Regions from separate parts of the Oryctolagus cuniculus genome. Here region 2 is linked to region 1. Evidence: chromatin contacts called from public Hi-C data. All regions are on one chromosome and are shown on one strand. Each heading gives the region's core, a stretch centred on a gene start, on an enhancer-like site or on the middle of the called end of the contact. The rest is flanking DNA. Distances are from core to core; before and after follow the strand shown.

Region 1 (4,897 bases), core at 1,726-4,225:
ACTACTTTATAATAATGCCTCTACCACCTACGACTACCTCAAACGAATGCAGAACCTTGATGTTTCAAAACTTCAGGTGAACTTTTGAAATACAATCAACAAATTTTCAGAGAAAATACTCATATTTCAACTGATGAGTTTCTAACTGCAATAAAAATAATAAGCTCCCAAAGACAAGCCATAAAACCACAGCATTGTTATTCTCTTACCAACCTAAATTAATCCCGGCAAAACAATAAAATGAATTATTTGAGCCAGCATTTCTTCATGGAATATGTCACTCAACACTGTACTCCCAAGCAGGCAAATTCAAAAGAAGCCAAAAATCTTCCTTTGAAAATCAAAGCTGCTGTCAAGAATGCTTCTGAGCTAAATGTTGACAGCACCTATTTAAACTTAATAATGTAAAAACTCTGCAAACATGAAAATGCAACATCATTTATCTGTATCTGAAATTTACATAACAAGGAAACCTTTTATCATAGAAACCTCAGAGCTTTCTTGGAATAGTTTTATATATATCAATCATAGTCTAGGGCTTTCATGTAAATGCAGGGGGGAAAAACAACATAAATTGACATTAAAATGAGTTTTAAGACTGTTTTTGGAAAGGTGACTTTTAAATTTGTTCTTCCATTTCGTGAACAATTTAAACACAAAAGGTTCTTCAGTCATAACAGGCCCAGCTTCTGAGAAACCCTTCCGTAAGAAGACTCTGAAAAGATTCTATATTTAAGTTTTGCATTATTCATCACTTTCTTACCTTCTGCTACATCATCATCTACTGCTCCTTTCACCTGAGAAAAACACCATTGAATATCATTCCCTCCTCCAGCTCCTGGAAAAAGAAAACATACCAATTAAAACTGAGTTCTGTTCGTGTTTACTCTCGTAAACACAAAGATGGTATCCATGGTTTGCACGATACTAACAGCTTAGGACTGCCCACTCATACAGCCAAGCAGTGAGAGCACCAACTTAGAAAAATTTCCTCTCCTACGACTGGCCTTGTTAAAAAGAGTCAAGGTATGAAATATTTAAAGGTATATCATCTATCATTATCACTGTACATTTGCAAAATTTCACCTCCATTTTCTTTTCAAGTACTTTCAGAGCCTTACAAACAAGACATACCAGAAAATAACACAAGTTACATTTCCCTGTAAGTGTATAAAAACTGTGCAGAAGTTAACAAGGTTAAAATATCATAAAACATGGAATGAACAGAAAACTCTGGAAGCATTATTGCCTAGGTGAGTAGTAATGATTCATAAGAAACCTATCACCAAAACGCACACACAGCAAACACAGCATCCATTTCTTTCAAATCACAGGTACCGGAGAAGAAAAGAAACTAAAATGAGTGCTGCAAAGAAGCTTGCTCCAACTCCCTTCCCCTTATCCCTCAAAATCCAAAGGGCCTGGCAAAGAATAGTTTTCCTAACTTGTCATCATCTTGTGCAAAGCAATTTTAATCTCATTTCATTATTCAACAAGGCCAAAGAGCAACTTGTTTACAGCAAACTGCAAACCAATTCAACATTTTTAACTTAAGATTTAATTATCAAATTATCAAAAACGATTTAACTATCATGTCAAAGAAATAGTTATAAAAAGATTTAATTACAAGAATATTAAAAAACTGGTTTACTCTCAGAATTCTATTTCATTTCACTTCCACACATTGAGAAGGAAATGGTGACAATGTCTCGGATCTATGGCAGAAAAACTGAATCTAAATCTAGAATTGATTCTACTAGTTCGAGGAAGACACTCAGTAACAACAAAATATGCCAAAAAAAAAAAATCCTCAAAGCAATAACCTCTTCCTTCCTAAACATTTCCAACCTGGTTTTTTCTGTACATTTTTCTTTTCTTTTTTTTCCCAAGCTTTTGCCTCAATCGCTCTTCCTTTGGCTATTTATATCACTTAACTCCACAACTACTTCAGCTAACTCTATGAAACCCTTCTGGGAAAAAAATCACATCTGTACAAAAGCTAACATAAAAAACAGAAAGTTTAAATGATGTTCTTCATTCAATGTGCTGTCCATTAAAGGCCTTGCACTTTGGTCGTAAAGGCTGATAACCAGAAAGGAGACGGTTCCCAACAAAAAATTCAGCTTATAACCTCAGAAAGCTACATATAGGTAGCCACAATGAAGGTAAAAATACAACATAACCCCTCCCCATTATCTTTTAACTTGTAAAGCGCTCTTCCTTCTCAGTGCAAAAATACGTGTGGACACCCAAGAAGGCTTGCAGCACTGGGAGAAAATAGGAATTAAATGAATAAAGATCCGCAAAAACAGCCGGGAGGCAGGGTGGCGGGGAGGGAGAGGACACACCAGGCTCTCCAGCAGTAGGAACAAATCTGCACGCCCCCACCCGCCCCACCCACGCCTTACCCCACGGTTCGCCGGCACATTCCCCACCCCCACCCCTGCCCATGCCAAGGTTCCAACCCTCATTTTCAAAGCCATTTCCAGTTCACAGGGACGCCTCGCCTCTCCGGAGCCCTGCCCGCCCCACCCCACCCTACTTGACCAATTCCCTGAAATCCGGGGGGAGCCCCGGGGCTCCGCGAGAGGCACGAGCGGTCGCTAGGGGGTGATGGAAGGAGGAGGAGGGAAGCATCGCCGGATCAGTGGGCGAGGGGGATTTCTCCTTTACCTGCCATGTTCCGCTGCAAATGGTGCCCCTGCTGGGTTCCTCGGGGTCTCGGCTTCCCGAACTCACCCCCCTCACCTGAGGATGGGGGGGTAGAGAGGGCGGATGGCGGCGGATGGCACCTGTGGGGGGACAGGGCGGGGGCCGGGGGAGAAGAAAGGTGGAGCGGGCAGACCAGCCAGCCCGATGGTGGGTTTCACTCTGGGGCTTCCCGGCTCGTGCTCTTTCTCCAGCAGCGACAGCGGCAGAGGCGGCAGCGGCTACGACAGCGACAGCGGATTCAGCGGCAGGGGCAAGCGACTCCACTTTCAAAATGGCGCCGGCTGGCCAGGCCAGTGACGTCACCCAGGGGGCGGAACCTCCGGGTAGGGCGGAGAGCAGAGGGGGAGGGGCAGGGAGCGGCCTGACCGAACCCTGGCCACGCCCCCTTCCTGCCGCGCTTGGCCCCGCCCCTCCTGCTGCGTCCTCGCCGACCGGGCCTGCGCGGAGCCTTGGCCTGCGGGCTGCCTCCTTGGTCGTTTTGCGCTGGCTGTGTTCCCGCGTACCTCGTAGCGCCCCCAGCCTCCGGCCCCTTACCGGGACTCCAGGGCGGCCTCACCTATTCAGTTAATGTGCTTGCCTGCAGAGACTCGTGGGGTACTTGGCTTTTTTTTTTTTTTTTTTAAAGCGAGCTCCATTGCCACTGAAGAAAGTGGCGCTGTGGGTTGGCCCTGAAGCCACAGAACACAGAAATAAAGGGACAGCGGTGCAGATTGGCTCCTCAGCCAAGGTGAAAAGTTCACGGAGCTCAGAAGGACGAAGCTGGGCTGGGCCTATTTGGGTGACTTAAATTACCTTTACATGGGCCTCAGCAAGGGGCAAGAGTCCTTCTTGGCAACCGCAGGCAGTAAGAGTGGTTTTAAACAGAAAACTGAGATTGTTCTGAGCAGGGTGTGGCCGGAAAAGTGACCCAGGTTTGTCCAGCTGAAGGAGGTAGTCCTTTCACTCGCTAGGAGAGGGGCTCTGAAGACAGGCTGCCGAATGCTGACTCCAGGGCATGCAAGATGAGTTTTAAATCCCACCTTGCAGGAGTGCTGTTACGGGGAATGACTTAAGTTGAGTACTCGATAAATGTTAGCTGCCTTTGTTACTAGATTTGTACAGAAAGCATCTTCAACAGAGCTAAGAGGTGGAAGGAAGAAAAGGAACAGAAAACAACCGTCGTCGTCAGCCAAGAGGGGATGTGCACTTTTTTGAAAGATGCTCTAATGATGCTTACACTGTATCCTTTTAAAAAAATTTTTTTTTAAATTTACATGAAAGGGAGAGCGCTACCATGTACTGGTTCACTCACCAAATGCCCCCAACCAGGGCAGAATCCAGAAGTTAGGACCTCAATCCAGGTCTCCGAGTGAGTGCCAGGAACCCAATGACTTCAGCCATCACTGCTGCCTCCCAGGGCCTGCATTAACAGGAAGTTGGAATCAGGAACCGGAACCAGGTATAGAACCCAGATACTCTGATATGGGACACAGGCATCTTAAGCATTGGGCTAAATCTCTGCCCCTACGTGGTACACTTTACGCATCTCACATAATCACAGCGCCCTTATGAGAACAATATTCACATTTTACACATCAAAGACACATGCTGAAACATCCAAAGGTTGACTTGCAGACATTCAAAGACCCAAGAAGGGGACAATTAAGATAATAGCAGGGCTGGCATCCCATATGGGTGCCGGTTCGAGTCTCGGCTGCTCCACTTCCAATCCAGCTCTCTGCTATGGCCTGGGAAAGCAGTGGAAGATGGCCCGGGTCCTTAGGCCCCTGAACCCTTCCGTGGGAAACCTGGAAGAAGCTCCTGGCTCCTGGCTTTGGATCAGCACAGCTCTGGCTGTTGTGGCCATCTGGGGAGTGAACAAGCGGATGGAAGACCCCTCTCTCTGCCTCTGCTTCTCTGTAACTCTGTCTTCCAAATAAATAAATAAATCTTTTTTTAAAAAAGGAGATAATAATACTACCTATCATGTCTACTTTCTGCCTATTTGTGATCTTTAGAACAGTTTAATAGTAAAGCAATTTTTAAAACTAAAATTTTTAGAAAACTGGCGCCGCAGCTCAACAGGCTAATCCTCCACCTAGCGGCGCCGGCACACCGGGTTCTAGTCCCGGTCGGGGTGCCGGATTCTGTCCCGGTTGCCCCTCTTCCAGGCCAGCTCTCTGCTGTGGCCAGGGAAGGCGGTGGA
Region 2 (4,872 bases), core at 241-2,740, 160 kb after region 1:
CAGTCCACATCTGGGTTTCCTGTTTGCCAGGCCCCTTGGGGTCAAGACTTGCTTTAGGCTTTCTGCCTGGCTGTGTGCCTTGCTTTCCAATGAAGCTGCTGGTTCTGTCCGTCTGTTTCAACCCCAGGACCCTGAGTAGCAGTGTGGACAGCCATGCTGGCACGGACCTGGGGAACACGGAATCTTACCCACCAGGAGCCGAACTTCCAAGCTCATGCCTGTGACTCCAGAAATTTATCCATAAATATGAGGGTACTTCATAAAGCTCATGGAAAAACAGAATGAAAAGGTTATCTGGTATGAAAATATTGAAATCCATGTGTAGTTTTTTTCCCTATAATGCCCATTTTTCATAAACTCTTTAAAGGTCTCTTGTAGGCATGACTTTCAAAACATTTTTGCACCAAAATAAACTTTTATTTTCATTTTCCATGGATTTTTGAAGTCCCTATATGTTTGTATATGTACATATGGATATATACATATATATGTACACATGAAGTACACACACACACACATTTTACTCTACTTCCTCATGATTTTCTCTGTATTTGGCTTGGCATTCTGGCTCCTCTGTCCCACCTTGCCAGTGGATCTGTGTGCCTGCCTCTGAACTCTGTATCACATACCTTTCATAATCATCTCTTTGTTCCCAGTGCACCGCACATGAAGGCACCCGGGCCACTCCCAGCTGGGCTTTCTCCCTCCCCTGTCTAGGGACCCATGATCCAAACAGGAAACAGCACCTGTTGTGTGTGTCTTAGTGCAATCTAGCAGCCTTCCAGTGGCTCATGGGTGTGAAGCTGTTTAAAGCACAAAATCTTGCTACCTTTTAGAGGAACTGCTGAAGTAGTTTGGACAATTGCAAGGAGCTCAAACAATGCAGCAGGAGACTCAGTCACAGAGCTCCCTGCAGGCACTCCAAGGCCGTGCTGAGGCACTGCAGGACCTGGAGTCAGGACCCGGTTCTGCCACATTCCACCCAGATGTCTTGGGCGCGCATAGCCTCATCTGCAGAATGGGGATAGCAATAAACACCTGCCTGGCCGGGTTGTAAGGAGGATCAAATGAGATGCTAGGAAAGTGTGGAGAAAAGGGCAGTGGCCCTAATTATCAGTGCCATGTACTCGTCACTGCAGTAATTACAGTGGCGAATGGGCTAGCCTTAAAGGACACAGAAGACTTGGCCCATGCCTGCCGGATCTCACACACAGAAAGACACTGTGGAGGCAGCCAGTGCCGCTGGCATGGGGTCCCAGGGAGTGCCGGGAGCACCTGGTGCAGCAAGGAGAGGGTTCAAGGTGTGGGGCGGCATCACAGGCTCCCTTCCAGGGAGGAACCGGCTTTGGGTGGACACTGGGATAAGGATGGGAAGGGTAGCAATAGGGACATTCAGTCCTGCTTGTGAGTCCCAGATCCCTGAGTCAGCGCATACAGAAAGAAGCATCCCCATGGCAGCCCAAGGGGTCCTTTGTCACTGGCTGTCAGCCAGGACAGCAGCAGTCACAGCTGGAGAGCACAGGCCTGGAACTGAGTGTCACAAGAGAAACCACTGCTTCCTGTGTCCTTGAGATCCAGCAGGGCCCCACCCTCATGGAGGGAAGAAGGGAGGGGGGCGCTAGGATCTCGCGGTCTGCAGCCAGGCAGTTGCAGGTCTGCGAGGGACACCTCCGAGAGAACAGAACAGATTCCGACTTCGGGGCTGGGAATTTCTGGGACTTCAATATTTGACTGACAGGTTCTTGCAACTGTCACACCTTGTTTGTTCACCTGTAAAAATGTTGTTAAAATTAAATGAAAAAAAAAAAAAAAAAAAAACCTACAGCCAAGAACTCGGTAATGATTCAACAGAGAGTCGTGGTTCCGGTCATCGGTCGTCGCTCTGCTGAGTCAGCTCTGCCTGCATCCTGAGTCACCCGCAGATCCGAAGTGTTCGAGGCTCTCTAGCTCCACCGTCTGGCGGGGGACCGCAATGAGCCCTGCTGCCCAAGAACCCGGGAGCCTGGGCGAGCGGTGGGAAGGGGAAGTCGGTCTCACGCGGTTCCGCGTCCTCCTTCCCCTCACCCTCCATCCGTCCCGGAGTCGGCTTCTCAGTGGGCTGGGTTTCTGCTGCGTCCTCGCGGAGCGTTCCAGTCCCCGTGTGGACAGCGGGCATTAGCGCGGCCGGCCCCGGACAACCTCCCTGCCTCTCACTCCCACTATTCTACTCTTTGGGGGGCGACTGGAACTCGATGGGGACATTTTTAGTGAGGTTAGTCGACGATATTCTGCAAGGCATGGGCCACTTGCGCAAGTGTCCCTGGTCCCCATGGACATCAAGTAGAGGAAAGGCCACTTATTATTAATTCTTTGAGCTAGGACAGAACTCCATCTTACCGATAAACAAAAATGTTTTTGCAAGGCTTCTTTTTTTGTTATTTTTGAAAACTAGGATAAAATCTATACAACATAAAATTTACTATTTTCAACATTTCTAAGTAAACAATTACATTGGCTCTGTTGTGCCACCATTGCCATTATCTATTTCCAAAGCATTTTCATTGTCCTAAATGAACTCCTTACCCATACAGCAATAACCATCTGTCCCACTTCTCATTAGACCCTGGGGCCCTCTGACTACTTCTGCCCCTGTGAACTTGTCTATTCTGTGTACCCCACATCAGTGGAATCATACAGTGTTTGTCCTTTGTTTCATCAGAAACTTTATCAAGAGTTGTTCCAACAGCTGGGACAAGGCCACATGTGTGGTGTTTGGCTGATGTACAATCCCGTTCAACATGGCGGCATGCACTTGACACTTTAATATGTTTTCTAATGTATCTGTCTGAATGTTCACATCTTTAAATACATATGTAGGAGGTGGGTTGGATCTTTGGTGCAATGGTTAAGCTGCCCCTTTGGACTCCTGCACCCCATATCAGAGTGCATGCGATGGAGTCCTGCTCTACTCCTGATTTCAGCTTCCTGCTGATGTATACCCTCCAAGGCAGAAGCTGGTGACTCAAATGATTGGATCTCTGCCACCCACTTAGGGGACCTGATTGGGGCTCTAGTCTCCTGGCTTCAGCCTGACCCAGCCCTGGTTGTTGCCGGCATTTGGAGAGTGAACCAGTAGATGCAAGATTTCTCTCCATCTCTTGTTCTTCCTCCATCTGCCTTTCAAATAAAAAAAATACACATGTTTAAAATCATTAATATCCCTTTTATATACGTTAAGATATTATTTTTTAAATTATGCATAGACAGTATAAGTGAACTATTAATTTTATTTTAGATTAGTAAAGGGGCATTGCAAAATATTTTTTATAAGAACTGGCCTGGCGGGGCTGGCGCCGTGGCTCACTTGGCTAATCTTCCGCCTGCGGCGCCGGCATCCCATATGGGCATCGGGTTCTAGTTCCGGCTCCTCCTCTTCCAGTCCAGCTCTCTGCTGTGGCCCGGGAAGGCAGTGGAGGATGGCCCAAGTGCTTGGGCGCCTGCACCCGGGTGGGAGACCAGGAGGAAGCACCTGGCTCCTGGTTTCGGATTGGCATAGCTCCAGCCGTAGCAGCCATTTGGGGAGTGAATCAACGGAGGGAAGACTTTTCTCTCTGTCTCTCTCTCTCATTGTCTGTAACTCTGCCTGTCAAAAAAAAAAAAAACAAAAAAAACAAACAAAAAAAAAAACAAACCAGGCCTGGGCCTAGTGGGACTGTTAGCCATTTATCTCCTGTAGTCACAGATACGCAGTGTTGAGGGCACACCGTTCTGAAATGCTGAGGACCACCTGTGAACCCTGCCTTGTCTTTCCAAGCTCATGCAGCCAGCCTGCCTCTATCAAACAAGAAAATCCTCACACTTTGGGTTCCTGCCACCCTCGTAGGACACCCAGGTAGAGTTCCTGGCTCCTGTTGTAGCCTGGCCCAGACCTGCAGCCATCTAGGGAGTAAACCAGCAGGTGGAAGAGCGTACCTCCCTCTCTCTCTCTCTCTCCCTCTCCCTTCCAAATAAACAAATGCATCTTTTTTAAAAAAAAATAAAGCAAGATTGAGAAGTGCTCACATTGCAGAACCTGTAGGGTCTGGGTCACAGCCTGCCTGTCCTGTTCTGGTCAGTGCAGCCAGGCAAGGATTTTTGCAGCCTCCCTCCGTGTGGGGCATTACTGCTGCTGTTACTATTCTATGATGGGCACAGGTGTCACGGACAAGTTGAGGTCAGATATCTCCCAGGCAGTCACCTGGGACTGAAGCTGTATGTTTAGCACTGGGTAAAATGGTGGACACCAGCACAGGCGCTAGGCATTTCACACGTAGGAGTTGGGGCTGCACTGTCTTGACCTCACACTCTGGCTCCAGACTGAAATATCTCTGATTGGGAGCATCCAGATATCGATTTCTTCTGAATAAGAAGACAGGATGTGTTACAGATCCGGCTTCCTAATCAACCACCTCTTTATTAGTCACACTTCCTTGGATTGACCCAGTCTTTCCTGAGAATGTGTAATACTGCAAGATGTTAAATGAACTCCAATTTGGTTGCTCAAATCGTGTGTGTGTGTGTGTGTGTGTGTGTATGTGTAAGGTGGATCCTTGGAGTCTGTTTGCTTTTTGCTCTGTCAGAAGGCTGTAATGCCACACCTGGATAATGGAGTCTTTCTGCTTCCTGCCTGTGCCACTGTTCCCTCCCCCACACGATTGCTAGCTCTGTGCTTGCTGCTATTGCTACACACATGACTAGGATCCTGGGCCTCAAGGAGCTTGGAGTCTCATTTGACACATTGAGCAGCCAAAGAAAAGGTGACATTAAAGTGTCATGGATGTGTTTTCAGAACCGTGGAACACACACACATACCAGCAGAGAGACAAAGATAGGCTGAGAGAGATCTTCCATCTG

Evidence for each region. A called contact is a pair of places that touch in the nucleus more often than the background predicts.
Region 2: a contact with region 1 is called in a Hi-C map of an unstated tissue, with 1.8 times the contacts expected there. The contact joins the enhancer-like site here to the promoter of PPP2R2A in region 1. A contact is called at or near these places in 3 of 6 Hi-C or Micro-C datasets (ear pinna, psoas muscle and an unstated tissue).

Annotation. Positions count from the first base shown.
Region 1 is chr2:47,953,588-47,958,484 of mOryCun1.1, forward strand. PPP2R2A (protein phosphatase 2 regulatory subunit Balpha) reads right to left here and starts at 2,976. Exons shown (of 10, transcript NM_001171075.1): 1 at 2,674-2,976; 2 at 764-838. The coding sequence starts at 2,680. LOC138848457 (a long non-coding RNA gene) reads left to right here and starts at 3,804. Exons shown (of 2, transcript XR_011386254.1): 1 at 3,804-4,150; 2 at 4,426-4,708.
Region 2 is chr2:48,113,106-48,117,977 of mOryCun1.1, forward strand. No RefSeq gene overlaps it. Among named protein-coding and RNA genes, the nearest start is that of EBF2, 59 kb to the right of the region's middle. Within about 2 kb of position 1,491, at least 2 of the 8 cell types and tissues checked have an H3K27ac peak or open chromatin away from gene starts, as enhancers often do.